2 separate regions of the Mus musculus genome follow, and region 1 is linked to region 2. Evidence: chromatin contacts called from public HiChIP or PLAC-seq data. All regions are on one chromosome and are shown on one strand. Each heading gives the region's core, a stretch centred on a gene start, on an enhancer-like site or on the middle of the called end of the contact. The rest is flanking DNA. Distances are from core to core; before and after follow the strand shown.

Region 1 (5,145 bases), core at 180-2,679, 250 kb after region 2:
AGATCCAGATGTTTAGATGCTGTCTTTGGAGCAGAGGTAGATGGCTGGCAACCTTGGAGAGAATAAATGATTTAGGGAGAGATGAATGAGTCCTGGGAACAAGAGACACTTGGGACAAGGTCTGCCTGGGGCTAGTGTTGACCTCCGTCCCCTCCCCTGTGATGTGGGTTCATCTTTCCTCTTTCCTGCTGACTGAGGTACGGGAGGGAGGAGTGTGATAAAGTTTCCTCTGAATGAAACATTCCTTATAGGATGGAGGGGCCCACGAGACTCAGGGTGCTTCCCACAATCACTTACTGGGTGGATTTCCCTGATACCCATGTTGGCTTCCTCTTCCTGATACTTGACAGAGCACCATGTCCTGCACACTTGTGACACTGAGGCCACGGAAGGATAACCACAGGCAGCAGGGCAGGCCTGGACCTAGGACCATCACTCTTGTTGGATAGGTAGGTGGGTGGCAAGTCATATAAGACCAGGCTCATCAGCCTCATGGTGGTCTGGCGAGGGACAAAGGATGGAGGGAGAAGCAGTAGGGGCCAGGGAGTACCTAGAAATCCAGGAAGACACATACACTGGGCATGATCCACATCACTGGGGAGAAGGGGAGGGGCTCACAGGACGAGAAGTGGAAGTGACAGCATTAGCTATGGGCTTGTTCTTAGAGGGTTGGCACCCCGAGCCTGCCACATCACAGTACAAGGCAGTCACTGAGAGCAAAGCAGGAGGGCTAACAGGGCAGGCTTGAGCTTCCCTGGGGTTCATCTGATTTCTTTTACCCCTTCAACGGGGGCAGGGAGAAGGCACTGGGCCCAGTCATGGGAAACAGAGGGTCTGAGCCGAGAACGCCTCAAGAGCGGCATCCCTTTAAGCCCCACCGAGACTGCTCCAAGTTTTAGTTTATAGGGCAGCTGCTCCAAGAAAGAGCAACGAGTCTACTGACACGTGCCGTGGCGTGGAGTTCACTGGATGTCTTCCTGGCGGTCACAAAGAACTCGCTAACTGCAAAGTACTGGGTGCTTCCCTGGGAATAAAGAATACAAAGTAAAGGGCGCGCCCTCCACCCCCCTCCCCCACCCCGGAAAGGGAGCATGGAGGGAGCAGAGACAGATTCATTGGCTTCCACTTGCTGATGGCCAGCTCAGCCCTTGGTTCCCTAGGAGTTCAAAGCTCCACCCAGCTGAGAGCTGGTGGACAAAGCTGTAATCTCTATCAAACACCATGTAATAACTGGCTGGGGTTAATCAAATATAATGCCCGACCCAGACCTATTAAATTTTACCACAAAAGGGGCTTTAATCAGCCTTTTATCAGCGTGAAGCTCTGTACTAAGAAGACTGCTTTTGTTTGCCGTATAAGAGACAATGGGAGAGCCAGGCTCTGCCTGCTCTGAAGAGCACAACAAGGGAATTGTCTGCAAACAGCAGATCATTCAAGGCCACTGGGAGAAGAAAGGCAGAAGAGGCTGTGTGAATCTACAAAAGTGCTCACTGTTAATGGCCATGGCTGCCCGTGTTTAAATTCAGGCCACATTCCTGCTGGAGCTTCCAAAATATAGGGAGGAGAAAAACAATAAAGAGTTCACTGTGCTCTGCGTAAGGCGATCTGGCTTTGGCCCTCCGCGGGACATTCTTGTTTGTGGATTGCTGAAAGGAGGAAGGAAAATTGACCTTTGGTTCTGTCACCAGGCTCAGCTCACAGCTCCCAGGGCTGGATGAGCATCGCAGGCAGGTGGATTAAAGCTACGAGTCTCAAGTCCATGCCAGACTGCCCAGCCCTTGGACTATGAAAGGGGTTGGAGGAGACAGGATAGAAAGGTCAGAAGATGAGAGAGGGATAGACAGAGTGACATTTAAGCCACCCAGTTCAGTTCTGTTTGACAAATATTTGTACCATGTGGGGGAGGATGGCTGGGACATGCCCACATACAGGAACACAAGCTACAAAATCTAGCCTGTTAAAAAGTGCTCATAGGCTCTCTCTTCATCCTGTTATGGTCTTGAAATGAGGATGTGGGTTTTAAAAGGGGGAAAGGGAGTGGGAAATCCCAGCTTTGCCCTGTAAGATTATCTCAAATTCTGCTATGATCGTGGGACAGCCATGGGACTGTGCCATATGTCAATGGATAAAGAGCTATGTTTAATGCTAATCCATTATCCTTTGGGAACCTTAATGAAGGAATGACGGAAGATCCAAGGAAGAGAACGATTTGTCCAGGGCTGCTTGGCTACTCAATAGCAGATAAGACACGAGAGCCCCTGTACTCCAAGGCCCAATTTAGGACTCCGTTCACTGCACACCAAGCCTCTTTGTTTGGTTTCAGTGGGAGTGCACGTTCCAAGACATTGCATGTATGACTGAGGTTCAGGATCTAGCCATCCATGGAGAGAGTTGTCCACCAGCTCCCTGAACTCACTACTTATGGTCGTCAGAGTGTTTAGATCTTGTCTCCTATCCTAGATTAGATTTTGGTTAGGGTTATACATCTTTAATGGAAGCAGACAAAGGAATAGATAGGACAAGGTTGATGGTTAGAGACAGAGAATACACTTCCTCATAGGATGAGCTCTGTGGTTCTTCAGCCTCAGTTCCATGTGAAGGCAGCATCCATCTCGCTCAGCCTTGGTTATTACTACACTCAAGTATGTTTGGGGGCTCCCAGTGACAGGAAGACACTTTTGAGACCAAGTGGGAGACAGCAGGGATGGTGTTATAGGTGGAGCTATTGGCGGAATGTTCTCTGGATGTGTGTGTCTGAAGAGACAATGGACGGTGGGCAGCCTGGATGGTCAGCAGGATGGCCAAAAGAAAGTTTAGAAATGACCAGGGACAATGGAAGTCCTGTGCGTGGGATTGGGTGGAGGTCACCAGCCTTTCACCATTCTCCTTTGTGTCACACAATGCGGTGGCTAAAACAGCTGCTTTGAGATGGCTCTGTTTCCCTAGAGATATTCTGAGCTATAACTGTAGATCCCCACCTTAGATTTGTGCTCTCTCCTCTCATGCTCTAGACCCGTGAAAGGGTCATAACCTCTGACCCTTTCACAGGGGTCGCCTAAGACCATCAGCGAGCACAGATATTTACACTATGAGTCACAATGGCAGCCACGCTACAGTTATACGGCAGCAACAGAAATGTGATAGTTGGGGCCAGCAGAGCATGAGGGATGCATTAAAGGGGTGCAGCGTGAGGAGAGTTGAGAGCCGCTGCTCTAAGTGATCAATTAAAAGTCAATCAATCCCCAGTCAATGTGCAGCGTGGCTTTGCAGAGTTGATGGAGGATGTCTGCTGTGGCCCTTGTGAATTGGGAGCATTTATACCAAACTGATTTTTAGCTAAATTAGATCTACAAATCTGACGGGGGCGGGGGGGGCATTTCCCCTTTGATAATAACTTTTTTTGTAAATTGTATTAATTTTGCCTTTGCCTTGGACTGCAGTAATGGAGCTACAAGCTTTCTTTTTAGGCTTCAATAGCAATGCCTCCATTGTTGGTTTTTTTTTTTTTTTTTTTTTTTTTGTTGTTTTTAAATTCATGTTCCTGGCAATTAAGCACTATTCCAAAACATAAAAACAATTTCCTCCTTTTCAAATCATTGGGCAAGGAGTTTCACATGAAAGCTGCTGTTACCCAAAATAGGATCTTGTAAAATAAATGAAGAGCAATCTCTATTCATGAGATCAGCTCTGCCCACCCTGCCTCTTTCTTCCCACCTATCTCTAAGAAAATTCTGAGGCATAGCAGTGTACACCTGAAATATCAGCACTTGAGAGGCAGAGGCAACAAGTTCCAGGCCGATCAGCCTCTGGTCTACACAGCAAGTGACATTTCATTCAGGGCAAAGGAAACTCCACCTCAAAGACCAAATAAGAAAAACAAAAACAAATTAAGTCCCTTCCCTTGGATTACTTTTAATTGAAAGAGAAAAAAAAAATGTGTGGATGATTTTGTTTATAAATGCTAAAATGAAGTCTACAGGAAAAGCTAAAGAAATTAAATAACCACGACCTTCTCTTCATACAAAGAGCAGTGAGCCATGCGGGGTGGGGGTGGGAGGAAATGGGGGTGGGGGCATAGGCTGGCCGCTCTGAGCGCATCCTTTCCAGCTCTAGCCAGCTTGCCTTACTGTGAAGCTGTGTGGGCCTGGCCTTCCCTCTCCCCAGGCTCTTTCTTGCCTTTTGTTCCCCTCAGCTACTCCAATCCTGCTGCTGCTCTCTGTAGGAAACCGTACTGACCTGGAGGTCAGATTGACCCGGTTAAAATCTACAAGATAGACCACATGAAATTACTCTTTTTATATACGGAAGATGGTCAAACATTGGCAGTTTCACGTAGTTTATCCTAATATCAACATGTCATCATCTCTAAGGAAACATATTTTAAACGCGTTGTTACAGCGGCACGTGCTAACAACCATTTACAGCGATAGGGCTTCAGTTCTGAGGGGCAGCCGTGACGTCCTGTTCTGGGTTAGTCTGACAAGGTTTCTGAGGCACTGCTTGTCTGTTGGAAATACCTGGAAAAGGCAGGTCCCAGGGCAGAGGAACAGACATGTGGAAAGATATAGGGGAAATTGGCAGGGGCAGGATAGCGTCAAAACAGCCAAATTTGGAGAGGGATGGGGAGGGCGCATAGGAAGGGGAGGGTAGCCTTGCCCCGAAGCAGGTGCTGAAGAACAGACATTTTGGTGGGAACCTTCTAAACTATGTGTTCAGAGAAGTCCTGACTGGAGAGAGAAAGATGGTGTGGAGAGGGGGTGGGGATGGGAAGTGGGGAAGGTGGGGAAGGAGGGTGGGTGGGAGGGGAATGACAAAAGGAAGGTAGGGAAGAAGCTAGGGTTTATAACGTGAATAAGACCCTCCCCGTGGAAGCAAGGGATTCCAGCCTAGCTTTATCCCTAAACATCTGCCTCTGGCAGTGCCACATGGGTGGGGTGGGCAATGCTGAAAAGCAGGGGCATCCCAGCAGACGGCGGGAGGCTACTGTGGAATCTTAGGCCGGCCAGTGACATCAGATGTGCCTACGAGCAAAGCACCCAACAGCTGTCTGGAAGATGGGTCAAAGAAGCTTGTGATAGCTGGCAGAGACCCAACAAGCGAGCTATTTTAGTCAGACCGAAGAAGCCGAGTTTGAAAGGGCAGAAT
Region 2 (5,078 bases), core at 1,989-4,488:
AACAACAACAACAAAGCCCCACAAAACCGTAACGGACTAATTTGTTTGGCAGAGAAAAATCCCAGGTAGCAGAACATGCAGACTGTGTCATGATTACTGCCCCTGCTCATGTCCAGGTCAGCACAGAAAGGCAGAGCGCAAACACCAGACTGCTGTGCAATTTGGCAAGGAAGGAGAGCGAGAAGTTTTAACGTTGCAGGCAAGGATCCACGAGATAGCACAGTGGGCAAGGCCTTTGCTGCCAAGCCTGCACCCAGAATTTAATCCCCAGAACCTACATGGTAAGCAGGAGACCTGACTTCTGGGAGTTGTCCTCTGACCTCCACGCATACTTTAGAGTTTCCATTGCCAAGATAAAACACCGTGACTAGAGGCTGAAAGATGGCTTAGCAGTGAAGAGCGCTGGCCATTTTCCCCAGGACCGGGGTTCAATTCTCATCAACCACATAGCAGCTCACAACTATCTGCAACTCTAGTTCCAGGGGACCTGACACCCTCACACAGATATATATATATACAGGCGAAACACTAGTATGTATAAAAAATAAAATAAATTATATTTTAAAAACCTACTGTAGCTGATACTTCCACATCATAGTCTATTATCAAGAGAAGAAGGGGCAGAACTCAGGAACCTGAAGGCAGGGATTGAGTGATGTAGACGCCCTGGAGGAGTGCTGTCACTGGCTAGCTCCTCAGGGCTTACCCACCCTGCTTCCTTATACCTCCCAGGACCACCTAACCAGAGGTGTCACCGCCCCCAATGGCTGGGTCCTCCAATATCAGTCATTAGTCAAGACAATACTCCGTCAACTTGTCTACAGGCCAGTCTTATGAAGGCATTTTTCAGTTAAGACGTCCTCTTCCCAGACATGTCTTGCTCTGGGTCAAATTGACAAAATAGAAACACACACACAAGTGTGTGTGTGTGTCTGTGTATGTATGTGAATGTGTGTATAAACAATAAGAATAAAGTTGCAGACAAGATGGATGCAAACACAGATATATTTATTGAAGAGGTAACACTACCATAGCGAAAGTCAGTGCTCTACACTGGGACAGGGAGATGGTACACTGTGGGCAAGACTCCACCCGTACAGAAAAGCTCTAGTTTGTAGAAATACAAGCATAGTTGGGCAGCAGTGGCACATGCCTTTAATCCCGGCACTTGGGAGGCAGAAGCAGGCAGATTTCTGAGTTTGAGGCCAGCCTGGTCTATAGAGTGAGTTTCAGGACAGTCAGGGCGATACAGAGAAACCCTGTCTCGAAAAACCAAAAACCAAAACAAAACAAAAAAGAAATACAAGTATACATGAAAAGGGGAGTTGATCTGAGAATACTGCTGAAAGGATTCCCTAGTCCAAAGAGACCAACTATGGATGTGTTTGCTTGGATTCAGCCACCAAGGTACAGAGCAGCCGCTGTAGCTGGGCCCAGGGGCATGTGTGTGTGTGTGTTATACTGCATCTCAAGCTGGCAGCAGAGCTCAGCCCGTCATTGACATGGTTCTGGTTTTCATGCATTAAGTATGCACAAGTGAGGGGTCATGGAGACTCATGCCAATATTTCAGAAAGCCAGTAAGGCCAGGCAGTACACACAATGCAGGCTTTAAATTCTCTGAAAGGTCCCGACAGGCCAGTACATAGAGCTGGGAAGGTGACATCTAACTTTCATTGTGGTCCTAGGATGCTGGAGATGCCAGGACTGTGGGACATCTGCAGAAGGCAGCAGATCTGGAGGGGTGGGGGTGTCAAGAGCCACTGGGGCCCTGGCGATTCCATGTTAGGCTCAGACACAGAGCCACAGGGTTTGTGTTTTCCTTGCTTGATTTCAGTCTTCCTTTGCTCTGATCTTAACTTGCTATGTCCCTGTTCCTCCCTCTCAGAATGGAAATGATTGTACCGGTGCCACGTGTATTAAAAGTTTGTGCCGGGCGTGGTGGCGCACACCTTTGATCCCAGCACTCAGGAGGTAGAGGCAAGCGGATCTCTGAGTTCGAGGCCAGCCTGGTCTACAGAGTGAGTTCCAGGACAGCCAGGGCTATACAGAGAAACCCTGTCTCAAAAAACCAAAAATAAAATAAAATAAAATAAATAAAAGTTTGTAGCTTTTTCTTTGTTTTGTTTGAAAGGGGCGCACAGCTAAGAGAGTACCTTGAATGTCCGAAGAGACTTGGATTTTGGATTGCTGAAGTGTTGGGGCTGTTCGGAGGCATGGCACCAGAGAGATGGCCTTAAAGCTGAGTATTCAGGACTCACATGACACAAGGAGAAAAATTGACTTCTACAAACCCTCTCTGACTTTATCTGTTCTCTCTCTCTCTCTCTCTCTCTCGTTCTCTCTCTCTCTCTCTCTCATATACTACAATAAAGAAATAAATTAAAACATAATTAAAATTTTAAAAAGATTATGCAGGAACTTAAACATGGGAACAAATGCGTTTGTATTATGAGATGGCTTAAGCGGGTGGGGGAGGGGAGGGGAATGTATCTCTCAGGCTCAGGTGCCTAAGCATTTGTTTCTCAAGTAGTGGTGCTGTTTTGGAAGGCTATGGAACTGTTAGGAGATGGAGCCCCCTTTATAGGAATATAGGAAATGGATTAATGGGTTTGGACTCAGAGTTTTTTTTTTTTTTTTTTTTTTTTTTTTTTTTTTTTTTTTGGTTTTTCGAGACAGGGTTTCTCTGTGTAAGTAGCCCTGGCTGTCCTGGACCTCACTTTGTAGACCAGGTTGGCCTCGAACTCAGAAATCTGCCTGCCTCTGCCTCCCAAGTGCTGGGATTAAAGGCGTGCGCCACCACGCCCCGCCTGGGCTCAGAGTTTTTATAACGCTGCCTCTCTGTTCCTTTTCTGTTCCTGCCTGCAGACTGCAGTGAGCAATGTGATTTGGTGTTCCTTCCACCTCGCGTGCCTCCACTGGCTGCTTGGCTGTTTCCCTGTCTCAGTTAAGGTTTCTGTTGATGTGGATGAACACGGTGTTCAAGAGCAACTCGGGAAGGAAAGGGTCCCATTGATTTATACTTGCATATTGCTATTTATTATTGAGAGAAGTCAGAACAGGAACTCAAATAGGGTAAGAACTGAGGCCGGAGCTGATGCAGAGGCCACAGAGGGTGCTGCTTAGGGGCTTGCTCTTCAAACCTTGCTCAGCCTGCTTTCTTATAGAACCCAGGACACCAGCCCAGGGATGGCCCCACCCACAACGAGCTGGGCCCGCCCACTTCGATCAGTAATTAATGAATGCCCTACAGGCTCGCCTACAGCTTGATCTTACAAAGCGTTTTCTCAGAGGCTCCTCCCCTCTGTGAGGCCCTGTTGTGTTCAAGTTGATGTAAAACTAGCCAGCATGAGCTTTATAAACCGTAAGTCAAAAATGAAGTCTTCCCCAGGTTGCTTTCGTCTGGCAGTTAGTTTGTCACAGTGAGAAAAGTAGCTCACACAGGAAGTCAGCTAGGTGGAGACTGAAAACTCAGCATCCCAGTTAACCCCACGAGAAGAAATGCAAACTGAATTTAAAAATCACAGATTAGAGCCGGGTCATGTTCTGATAGGCATCCTGCTAGGGAGGAAGGAGATAGTTGGCTTCATCTTATGTTGCCTGCGTTAATCCCTTCCCCCACGGAATGCTAAGGTTGCCTTTGATGGGTAACAATACACATTTCTTATATGGGTTCTAGAACAGCATTCTGCGATTAAACAAGCAAGGAGATTTAGCATCGAGCCCTCAGAGTTCAACTTACAACAGCAAGAGGAATTTCCATTTTGGATTGAATTTTCCTGGGAATTTACCAATGGGAAAGGCTGTCTTCACCATTTTTTTTTTATTGTTGTTGTCGTTGTTTTATTTGGACTTTTGAAAGTATTTTTCTCTGCTGACCGATTTTGAACACTATGACTAGATGTAATTTCAAATGGAAAATAGACTCAGAAAACAGAGTTTTGTCCCAGAGTGCCTTGAGGTTAAGTTGATTAACGATGTGTTTGGATCTATAATGATCCATTATAGACTATCTTCAGAGGGCCAGCTTAACTGCGTAGATCTTTGGTCCTGGGAAGTTACAGTGAGAACCAATAGTTATAATCCAGAGGGCTGTTAATCTTTCTTAGTTGGACAATTCTCCGTGACAAGGAGTTGGTCAAACTCAGTGGTTAAAAATAATGGAGGCCAGAGAGGTGGATGTGAACTCTCAACATCTCTGCCAGAGCTCACCAAGCACGAATCGCTCATCCAAGCCTCAGCCCTTCCTCTGTGCTCTCACGGGATCTTCCACCTGGACTGAGGGAAGGCTGGACAGGAACCCAAGGCAGGAACTGAAGCAGAGGCCATGGTGGAATGCGGCTTCAGGCTTCCTCCCACGGCATGCTCAGGCTGCTTTCTTACACAGCTCAGGACCACCTGCCTGGGTTGGCACCACTCACATTGGGCTAGACCCTCTCACAAGAAAATTACCCCCAGGCCTTTTTTTTTTCCCCCAGCTAATCAGATGTAGGAATCTTTTTAATTCGGGTGTCCTCTTCCCAGAATACTCTAGAATGTATCAAGTTGACAAAAGCTAGCAACACACCTGATCAGAGACATTGGGGACAATTTCTTCGACAGAGGGAGTAGGATATTGAAAGGCATCTCTTATTTTCTGCAGGCTTAATGTTGGTGCGTTTATTTCCTGCCATTAGGAACAACAAGCTGGTATACATACATACATACACACACACACACACACACACAGAGAGAGAGAGAGAGAGAGAGAGAGAGAGAGAGAGAGAGCGCGAGTCATGCTCAAAGAGTAAGAAAATATAGAGATAGGACCTGATGATATAAAATGGCTTCCTCTTCTCCCCTCCCTGCTTCCAGTCATGACTCTGGCTAGGCAGTGTCACTCCTGTATGGGGAAAACTTAAATTAGGCGTGGCCATTGGGGACACTCCCCTTGAATCTTGGCCTTATCTTCGGTCTCTTCTGGCATATCTGATAAGAGTCTCAAGGTTTTGTTTCAGAGTAGGAGACTGACTGGAAGATTCAGTCTAAACTCAGGCATTTGTCAGCTAGCACAAATAAAATGGTGCAGCGGTTCTCTCTG

The links. HiChIP or PLAC-seq counts read pairs in DNA pulled down with a chosen protein or histone mark.
Region 1: a contact with region 2 is called in an H3K27ac HiChIP or PLAC-seq map of embryonic stem cells, with 5 read pairs. The contact joins two enhancer-like sites. A contact is called at or near these places in 5 of 484 Hi-C or Micro-C datasets (the Ba/F3 cell line, the C2C12 cell line, cortical neurons and 2 more) and 2 of 115 datasets of contacts at active chromatin or transcription factors (both in embryonic stem cells).

The regions. Positions count from the first base shown.
Region 1 is chr17:88,324,857-88,330,001 of GRCm38.p6, forward strand. All of the region lies in intron 3 of Gm31615 (a long non-coding RNA gene), which reads right to left. Among named protein-coding and RNA genes, the nearest start is that of 1700116H05Rik, 20 kb to the left of the region's middle. Within about 2 kb of position 1,430, at least 84 of the 459 cell types and tissues checked have an H3K27ac peak or open chromatin away from gene starts, as enhancers often do. A contact at or near this core is called in embryonic stem cells, where this site is marked.
Region 2 is chr17:88,076,738-88,081,815 of GRCm38.p6, forward strand. All of the region lies in intron 1 of Gm45950 (a long non-coding RNA gene), which reads left to right. Among named protein-coding and RNA genes, the nearest start is that of Gm45950, 13 kb to the left of the region's middle. Within about 2 kb of position 3,239, at least 9 of the 459 cell types and tissues checked have an H3K27ac peak or open chromatin away from gene starts, as enhancers often do. A contact at or near this core is called in embryonic stem cells, where this site is marked.